Regions from separate parts of the Mus musculus genome. Here region 1 is linked to region 2. The links are chromatin contacts, called in public HiChIP or PLAC-seq maps. All regions are on one chromosome and are shown on one strand. The core of a region is the stretch at or near the end of the contact, and the rest is flanking DNA. Distances in the headings are between cores, read along the strand shown.

Region 1 (4,558 bases), core at 1,429-3,928, 160 kb after region 2:
ACAGATGTCTACTTTTAACTTGGGCCAATGGGGCTTGGCACCAATCTTGGAGCTGGAGTTAGAGCAGCCCCAATGGCCAGGTTAATAGACTTAGAAACTTGTTGAGAAAACACATCTACCTCATTACAAAGCTTGATCATACCATTTATATCTAAACTCTTGGTTTTACCTCTCAGAGCAGCCCTACATGCTGAATTGGCGTTTTCAAGAGCAAGTTGTCGGACTAACAGACCCTCAGGTCCCAAAATTTTCTCAGCTGCTTCCTGCAATCTGGCAACGAACTGCGCATAGGACTCTTGGGGCCCTTGTATAATCTTGGTTAGGGGCATAGTTAGTGCCCCTGTAGCAGGGACAGTGCGCCAAGCTCTCAGGGCCGCTTGTGCCGTCTGGGCGAGGACACCAGGGGAGAGCCCTAATTGTTTTATGTCTGCAGCGAAATTGCCTTAACAACAGATTTTGTCAGCAGTCCAGGAGGCTGTCTTCCACAAACTCTGACTTTCAAGTTAAATATTGGCCTCTAGTGAGGACAGACTGAATAACTTTATTTTATTTATTGGGTACCAAGTAGCCTTCTGCTAAACCTTCTAATAGAGATACTGTGCGCAGGCGGCTTAGTCTTGCTTTTGCGAGATGGCGATTGGGAGTTTTCTAAAAAATCTTCAGTAAGGGCTAAGAGGCGAGCACCTTTTCCGCCCTTTTCTGCCTGCTCAAGGAGATCTCTGATGATTCCCCAATAACTAAAAAAGGACTCATGGACATCTTCTCCTTGTTTTATTAAACTATTGATTTCTTTGCCTACTTTATTCTAAGTTTCAGAACCATTTAATACCAGCCATGGACATCTCTTGTCCACAAAACAAAAATATATTATTAAATTCCCCTTTTTTTAAAACTCTTATCCCTCTCTCCTTAAGAGAACCCTTTATCTCTTCACTAAATGCCCCATGGTTAATGGGACAACAACTGAATGCCTAGGCTTACCTCCCGACGTCCGTACTCGACACTCGAGTGAAGTGTCGGTGGACTGTCCCACTGTTTCTCTGTCTGCGCGGTACCTCTTTAATCCTTAATCCGTTGTCCGGAGGGCAGTCGTACCTCGTGCCCCACGTCGGGCGCCACTTGACCCATCCAGCAGGTCCAGTTATTCGAGGATCTCGAGGGGACCTCCTCCTAATAACCAAATGGGGGGTAGAGAGAGACGAGGGTCTTGTACGAATAACGACACGGAAACCGTTCTGAAGTTGTATCAAGACCCCAATGTATTGAGAAAGGTCCAAGGTTTAAATGCACAAGCAAAGGGGGAAGTACAGATACTTATCAGTGGGAGGGGCAGGGCAATACAAGCAAAAGGAGAAGTACTTATGGGAGGAGGGGCAATAGAAATTCTTTCTTTTGACAGCTACACGGGGAAGCAGGAACTTGGTGGTGTCAGGGTGTGGTCAGGAGAGCGGTGATGACCCAGGGCTGGAACATCCTGTAGTTCTCGGAATCCATGTGTCGGTGGCCTGCTTTTGACCCTCTTTTCTTCTCGGGGGGAGAGGCCCAATTCAGAGATCAGGACAATAGCGTTGCCTAAATGGCTCCCAACAAGGAAAGTGATGTTGACCAAAGAGGGGCTCTGTTGAACTGCCTATTGGTGTTTGCTTCAGGAAGTCTGGTTGGACCCTAATGGAAACTTTCTGTCCGTACTTATTTAGAACATGAGTATTGTGACTTTTCTGCACTAGAACAGCATGGCAATCCCCTTCTGACCACAGTTACCAATATCAATGATGTCCCCAATCTACTGTTGAACACAAGAGAGCAACCAGTTTTGTAGAAAACCATCAGAAACCTGACCAAAGGCCTTAACAGACTCTCTGGAGCTGTGTCTCGCGGTTGTGTCCAGTGAAAATAGATGTGATCAAGCTGTTAGTCATCCACTATCCCCCAAAACAACAATGAAAAACAGCACCCCATTGTTCAGGACAGTTTTCAGAAAGTCGGTGCATGGTTGATGAAGCCTATATTCACCTAAATGCATGGAGGAGCAGAGCTATACCCCACTGGGAAATGGGTTGACTCTGGAAGACACTTTTTGTTCTTGTCAAGTTACCTCAAGGCTTTAGAGACTAGCCTCTAGTCAATACAATTCAGTATCTGGGTCTTTCTCCAGTAGTCAAGGGTTTATCTTGCTAGAGCAGAGGGTAAGATTTAAAGCAGCCATGATTCAACTAAGATTTGATTGTGTCCAAGACAAAAGCCAACCTCCATGCTTCTTAATGTGTCCTGAAGATGATGCAGTTCGAGTGGCTGGTCTAGTAATTATTATTCGTACCTAAGAGGAAACAATATTGTACGGTGCTGCTGTCAGCTTAAAGATCTGAGAGCCCTCGGAGGATAGGACACACATGAGAAGAAAACTATCTGAGAGCCAGAAGACTCACAAAATCCATAGTCTGACTTGGATACATTTATCTTTTCTGAACAAAATTGACTGGCCTTCCCATAGTAGCATGGGTGAGTTAGAGGAGACTATTATGTTGTATATTCAGGCAAGCCTGACTCGCTTCGATGTAAACAAAACAGGTTATTTCTGTCCCATGCCAGAATTCTGGAGGGAGGTGTCTGCTGATGTTATCCAGCTGCCCTATGATATCCAGGCGCAAAGCCTTCTATCTGTTCCCTTGGCTGTTTGGGCAAGTCACCTACTTCCTTACACTATGACAGACTAGCTGATAAAGCCTCAGGCATCTTATCAGTGTCCAAATATAGGATGGCAGGGAACAGAGAGAGAAATGGGGGAAGATGGAGGGAAAGGGTGAGGGAGAAAGGGGAGAAGGTAGAGAAATCTGAAACAGCTCAACTTGAACCATCTCCCCAAGGAATTTCAGTCTAACTGGCCAGAATTGAGTCAAGAGCTGGAAAAGGCCAAAAAAGAAAAAAGTTAAATTTTAAGTTGTGGTAAAAAGGAAAACACAGAGGCTGAGGAAATGCTGTCAAATGGGCAATAAATTGTCACCCAACACCACCTCCACTGGAATTCACTGGAATGGGTGTCATTCCAATGCAGGGTCACTTGATAGTGACTCCAAATAGGGCATATGAAGACTTGAAATTACATGGATAAAATGGGATAGCAATACTTTTCATGCTGGGCTGAAGTTAGTCTCATTTGTCATCACCTAAAAGGGTACCTTGTTGACTAGAAAGTATGATCTGTAAGGCTGTCCGCTCAAACAGTTTTAATTTTGTTTGTTTGTTTGTTTTGTTTTTGTTTTTGTTTTTCGAGACAGGGTTTCTCTGTATAGCCCTGGCTGTCCTGGAACTCACTTTGTAGACCAGGCTGGCCTCGAACTCAGAAATCTGCCTGCCTCTGCCTCCTAAGTGAGCCACCATGCCCGGCTCAAACAGTTTTAGTTATAAGTCCAACTCAGCTTAAATTGTAAGCACAATGAGCTGACTCCCCTTTTAACAGTCCTAAGGTGGCACAGGCTGAAGGCATACTTTGATAAGGGTTCCAACTCCATTTCTCCACCATTCTTTCTGCTCAGCCTTCTTTCATAGAGACCCCGTGCACAGGCAAAGTGATAAGCTATAAGCTTCATATATGCACATCCTACCATCTACACAAGAGAGAAATTGTGGAAGTGTCCAGAGGCATTCAATTGCACTGGCTTATAACACAGAACTTTCTTGGGACCGATCGCCCCATCAGAACTGGCATTAGCATAGTTTAAAATTGTGCCCCTTCCCAAGGAACACATCAGTAGCTCGGGGTTCTCAGGGATCCCACTGGAATGCAGGGACAGCTGAGAAGGCACAATCAACATGAGGTACAGTCAGCTGTCATAAGTGTCACCTTCCTTACTAAGGACGCACAGGAGCCTGCCCTCTGGAAGTGTGTAACAGAAAACTCACAGGGGCCAGTCACAGAACTACCTCTGTCTTTGTCATAGGACAAAAAGTATATGGGCTGCCTTACAAGTTGTATTTCAGAGGGCCCCTAGTTTAGCTCTTTAATTCAGTGCTCATCGTTCTCGGGGAGACTCTTTTCTAGGTAGTGCTGTGAAGTTCTCTCAGATTAGCTCTTCAGTTTCTAATTTCCGGGCTTTACAGTACTGCAGGCTGGAGCTCTCTCTTCAAGCACACAGATCCTCCTTGGTTCCACTTGGTTAAGCACTTTTTGTGATACTCTAGGCAGTTATATAAGGATTCAGAAGGGAAGAAAGAATGCAGGAGAATATTTGAAATATAAACAGTCCCCATTACCAATGGTCCAACTTATAATGTTTTTTTCATCGTTATGATGGTATGAAAGTAATACACATTCAATAGGAACCACATCTCAAATTTTGAATTCTGATCTTCTCCCAGGCTAGCTGTACACAGCACAATATCCCAAGTGTGCTGAGAAGCATCAGGAGTCACAGCTCCCATTCAGTCTCATGACCCCAAGAGGAAATCAATACTGCCATGGCTATGTGCTGCTGAGCTATGCTTTGGGCAGGCTGGATGCATTAAGTGCATTTTCCACTTATAACACTTTCTGTTAGGTTTATTGAGAATTAATCCCTTC
Region 2 (4,518 bases), core at 1,786-4,285:
ACCTCCAAATAAACACAGAGACTCAGTGCTTAATTTAGGAAGTAAACTGGGTGGTGATGTGTCACTGTGTTTACCTAGGGTGAAGTCGAACACAGCAATAACCTGAAACCAATCAAGGGAGCTAATGAAACAGCATCCTCAGCTGTGTAGTAGTTTATTACAAATGCGCTCTCAAGTTGTACCCTTTTATTCAGAAAACAGCTGATCTAACAGCCATGAAATTAAAGATAAGCAGAAGTTGGGGGGAGCCATTTATGAAAGTCTCTCTGTAGTCAAAGTTGACTTTGCTAATCTTGGATCCATACATCCCTTCTTTGCTCTTTTGTGGGTGTCTTGTATAGTCAGTCATGTCAGATAGAAAACACATGCATCCGTTGGTTCATGGATTCAAACAGGGCCTTAAATTTGCAACATAAAACTCTTGTCCTACCCAAAATTCTATTCAATGTATAAAAGGATTTCTAGAGTCACCAAAGAATACTGTACTTAATCCAAGTAAGTGCCTTTGCCAGTGATAAAAACAGCAATGGTTTTACACACCTATATATTACAGAAGCACAAAGCTATAGATAAAGTTATTCTTATAGACCCGAGCTATACTCTAAAAGTGTGATCTGCACAACACAGTAAATGATTAAGCTCCTAAATAAATTCTGAAGCTATTTAAATGTATATAGTGCAGGTACTTCTGGAAACAATATTGTACATGTGCCAATGAGGCATCTAGTTCTTATACCCTTTGCCCTTTCTCCTAGAGTTATTTGCCACTGGCAGTTTGGAAAGTCCATCCATATTTCAATATTGAACATGAAAGCAAAAAAAAAAAATTAGAGAAAAAGAAAGATAGCATGGGACAAAGCAGGGTTCTTTCTCACTTCTCCCATCAAGAGACAAAACAGAGGTCAAAATAAAGGCGTGGGTGGGGCCCAGAACCAGAGCTGGAGGGAATTTGAAGTATAGGCCTTGCTGTTGCCATGGATACCAGGGCAAACAACAGGGTATCTTAGAATTTATCTGGAAACTCCAGGTGGAACTTTCTTTTAAGATCCAAACTTAGGGCATTTTACTTAAAAAAAAAAATCTATAAATGAATATGGGCTAGCATATGTAGTTGCTTAGCAAATGTTTGTTGAGTGAGTATGTAAATGAATGTTCAAAAATGCGGACATGCTTTCCAGGAGAACTTAATTCAAGGAACTTATACATAAATGCATCCTTTTCTCTGCACGACTTTTAGATTTCTTTCTTTTAGAAAAAGAGCTTTAGAATATATTGTGCAGTATCTATATTCCCACTTGTGGCTTTTCACCAACAAATGATAGTTCTTTGGCTTTTTTCTGAATCATATGATCAACAGCCCATCCGTTGGTGATGTTTTTCAGCCCATTGATATCCTTTGCACGGAAGATAATTCTGCTTGTTTCTTTGGAAACTCAGCTTTTTCAGCCATAAATTCAATGGGAAAGAGTAATGGCTGTGGCATGTCAGTGTTAGCAGTAGGCTACTAAGAGAGACACAGGACAATGCTATTACCATCCACATAGGAGTTGAACTGTTAAACCTCTCACGGTGGTGAATATATGTTCAGAGGAGGAAGGCCTCAGTTTCACCTCTTTGTAACTAAGTGACTTTAAGTGCTAGGCTGAAGTGGAATCACAGTTTTTGGAGGTCTTAATAATAAGTTAACCGAGGACTGAGGAATAGAAACAGAAGCATTTGACCATAAATGCTATAACTATCATTAACACCTAGGAATATATATTACAGAAACCCCATGCATTTTCCAGCATGATCCAGGACCTGTTGATGGTAGCAGGAGAGTTAGCAGGCTTGGGAGCTTATCTTACTCTTGGCTGCCATTTGTTGGGGTCTTGAAGGAATCAGCACAAAGGAACAGGAGATACCATTTCCTGGAGTGTTAAAATCCACTCCACTCACAATGCTGTAAGAAGTCAGATAATAAAGCAAACTGTTCCCCTAGGTATTTAAAATTCTGCTTTTCACTGACATATCTGAGTCGTCCATGAGCCACAGCCGTGTTAATGTATATGTCCCCAGGTGGCAGTCCCTCCTAGACAGTCAGCAGGGAATAGGCAGAAAGGTCATCACAGCATGCCATCCATGGCCTCCTGCTCCATGCCCTCTTCACAGACACCAAGAGTAACTGTGCAGCCATTGGATCAACTACATTCCTGCTGTTCATACCAAGCCTTTTCCTGTTTTCTGGTCCAGTCTTCATTTTTTCCCACTCAGAAACCTCTCTTTCCCTTCCTCTGACTTCCTTGGTTTTTTTGTTTTTTTGTTTTTTTAATACTCACCAAGCATCCTGTTTTGGTTTTGGTTTTCTGACACCCCACCCCTACCCCCAACCCCCCCCTACCATGCTCACCCAAAGAAAAGGGTAGGTATTACCCTGCCTTGGCATGTGTAACTAAGAGTAGACCACACGTGTCACCTTTGTTTACTAGTGTCAGTAAAACAGCCTGCTTTAGGGATCGGCTGAAACATTGGTTTTGCTGCTTTGGTTTGGCTTCTGTTTAACTCAGGATCTGCTTTCTGATGCAGTGTAGTGATTTCTCAGATGGTTTACTTTATCCTCAGTTCCTGCAGGCTGGATACAACAGTTTAGTTTTCCTTAAAATGACCAATACTCAGTGCTAGGTACCGTCTCATTAATTTTCAAAACAAGTTCACACATGTGTACTTTTTGAACCATTACCAAGTTCTAGATAAGGAGACCAAGGCTTAGAAAGCTTTGATAACATGTCCAAATCACTCAGCCAAGAAATGGAATTCATAGCGGACTCCTTCCCCAGAACGGATCACTTTAAAGTGAAGGGGCTCCTTGTGCCCACTGCCCTTTATGTTATGGTTCACAAATCCTCTTTGCATTTTGTGACGCTTCCTAACAACCCAAACTTGTGGACATGACCTTAGGCTCCAACCCAGAAAGCCATCTGAGACCGTTTATCATCTTAACCTCAGATTTCTCCACCTGCAGAGTGACAGTCTACAGACCACTCATTTCATGAACAGTGCCCCATTTCCTTTAAGGTTTCCTCTAAGTAATATGTAGGGGAGTCAGTGGATAGGAAATGTTATATGATTCCTGCTGATTGATGTTGTTTCAAATCTTTCCATATACGGCCGGCAAGTGTGGGCAAATGACTGATATGAAAATAGACCCAGGTCATTCAGGCAGTCCCTGAAATGCTCAGCGCCACCATTCCAGAACTGCAGTAATTATAGAGAGCACCTTCCTCTGACCAGCGCCTAGGTGCCTTGTGCACACTTTGCTCATTAACAACCACTCCATTTTGCTGTGGTAGGGCAGACAGCTGGGTACTTTGTCCTATTTAAAAGTGTGGGACTGCCCAAGCATTGAGTGATTAAGCAGGTTGCCCTCAGGCCATTTGCTGGCAAGGCCAGGACTAGAGATCTCAGGGGTTGTTGACCACCCTGAGATGAACACCAGTAAATCCCAGAGCCATAGCAAGTGCTTGATCCAATTTATCACTTACAGAAGGCAAATCAAACCCAGAGAGATAGAAACATTTAAGAAGTCCAGGGTCACACAGATAATTACTGACATAACTGTACTACGTGCATACAAACAACCAACGCATATATGCGACCGAGAAGATGACAACTGTGAAGAATCGATTTGTGGTGGGATTAGAAGGGTGTGAAAGCAAAGAGCCTTGATTGGTGACCTTGCCTGGAGGAAAAGCAGTCAGAAGGTGAACGTTCAAACAGCAAGAGCATTTAACAGTTTCACCTTCCTAACAGGCCAAAATACTGTCTGCAGTTTAAGGCACGCATGCTTCCCATGAAAGATGACAGTGGGCATGTTTTAAGAGATAGTTGGCCAGCCTCTCGTAGCCACTGTAAATTATACTGAGGACACAAGGACAGCAAAGACCAGCTGAGCTGCAAGCATGTTTACAGCTGATGGCAGTGCCTCAACTAAAAATAACATACATGCTTGTCTCCAAGGGAATCTCTCATTTACAGAAACTTTACAAATGTAAACACTGTGTATAGGCCGAGCTCTTTAGCAATAAGCCTTCCCCAGATTCTCCTTTTTCAATCTAAAAATTAAACTCTCTTTTAGCCCTAGGATCCTGCACTTCATACTTCCCCATAAGAATGCTTTCATTCAAGATCCCTTATGTTAGAAATACCAAGAAAATTGTCTAATTAGAGAGAGTTCCATACGATGAAACATAAATATGAGGCATTCGATCCAGAATCTGGCATAGTAAACATTCAGTGTGTGGGTGTTCGTTTTCTTGCTATGATACATGATACAGCAGCGTCTTCAGAATGGAAAAATGAGAGCCACAGTCAAGGCCCTTAGTTAAATGGAAGTTGACTCAAGTTTAAGGAGTAGATCCCTTGGCCTGCTACACATTCTCTGATAGGGTCTCGGGCTTGGGGCTTTAGGCACCCTGAGGCAGATGTCTACTTTGGCCTGTCAGTAATGAGATGGAAGAGGTAGAGCATACACTTTAGAGA

Evidence for each region. HiChIP or PLAC-seq counts read pairs in DNA pulled down with a chosen protein or histone mark.
Region 1: an H3K27ac HiChIP or PLAC-seq map of heart atrium shows a contact between it and region 2, with 8 read pairs. The contact joins two enhancer-like sites. A contact is called at or near these places in 4 of 39 promoter capture datasets (the 3T3-L1 cell line, liver, maxillary cranial neural crest and 1 more), 1 of 484 Hi-C or Micro-C datasets (nephron progenitors), 2 of 115 datasets of contacts at active chromatin or transcription factors (embryonic stem cells and heart atrium) and 1 of 9 other capture datasets (adipose tissue).

The regions. Positions count from the first base shown.
Region 1 is chr16:43,769,928-43,774,485 of GRCm38.p6, forward strand. All of the region lies in intron 1 of Drd3 (dopamine receptor D3), which reads left to right. Among named protein-coding and RNA genes, the nearest start is that of Drd3, 10 kb to the left of the region's middle. Within about 2 kb of position 2,679, at least 14 of the 459 cell types and tissues checked have an H3K27ac peak or open chromatin away from gene starts, as enhancers often do. A contact at or near this core is called in heart atrium, where this site is marked.
Region 2 is chr16:43,612,631-43,617,148 of GRCm38.p6, forward strand. The region is part of intron 10 of Zbtb20 (zinc finger and BTB domain containing 20); the gene reads left to right. Among named protein-coding and RNA genes, the nearest start is that of Mir568, 26 kb to the right of the region's middle. Within about 2 kb of position 3,036, at least 17 of the 459 cell types and tissues checked have an H3K27ac peak or open chromatin away from gene starts, as enhancers often do. A contact at or near this core is called in heart atrium, where this site is marked.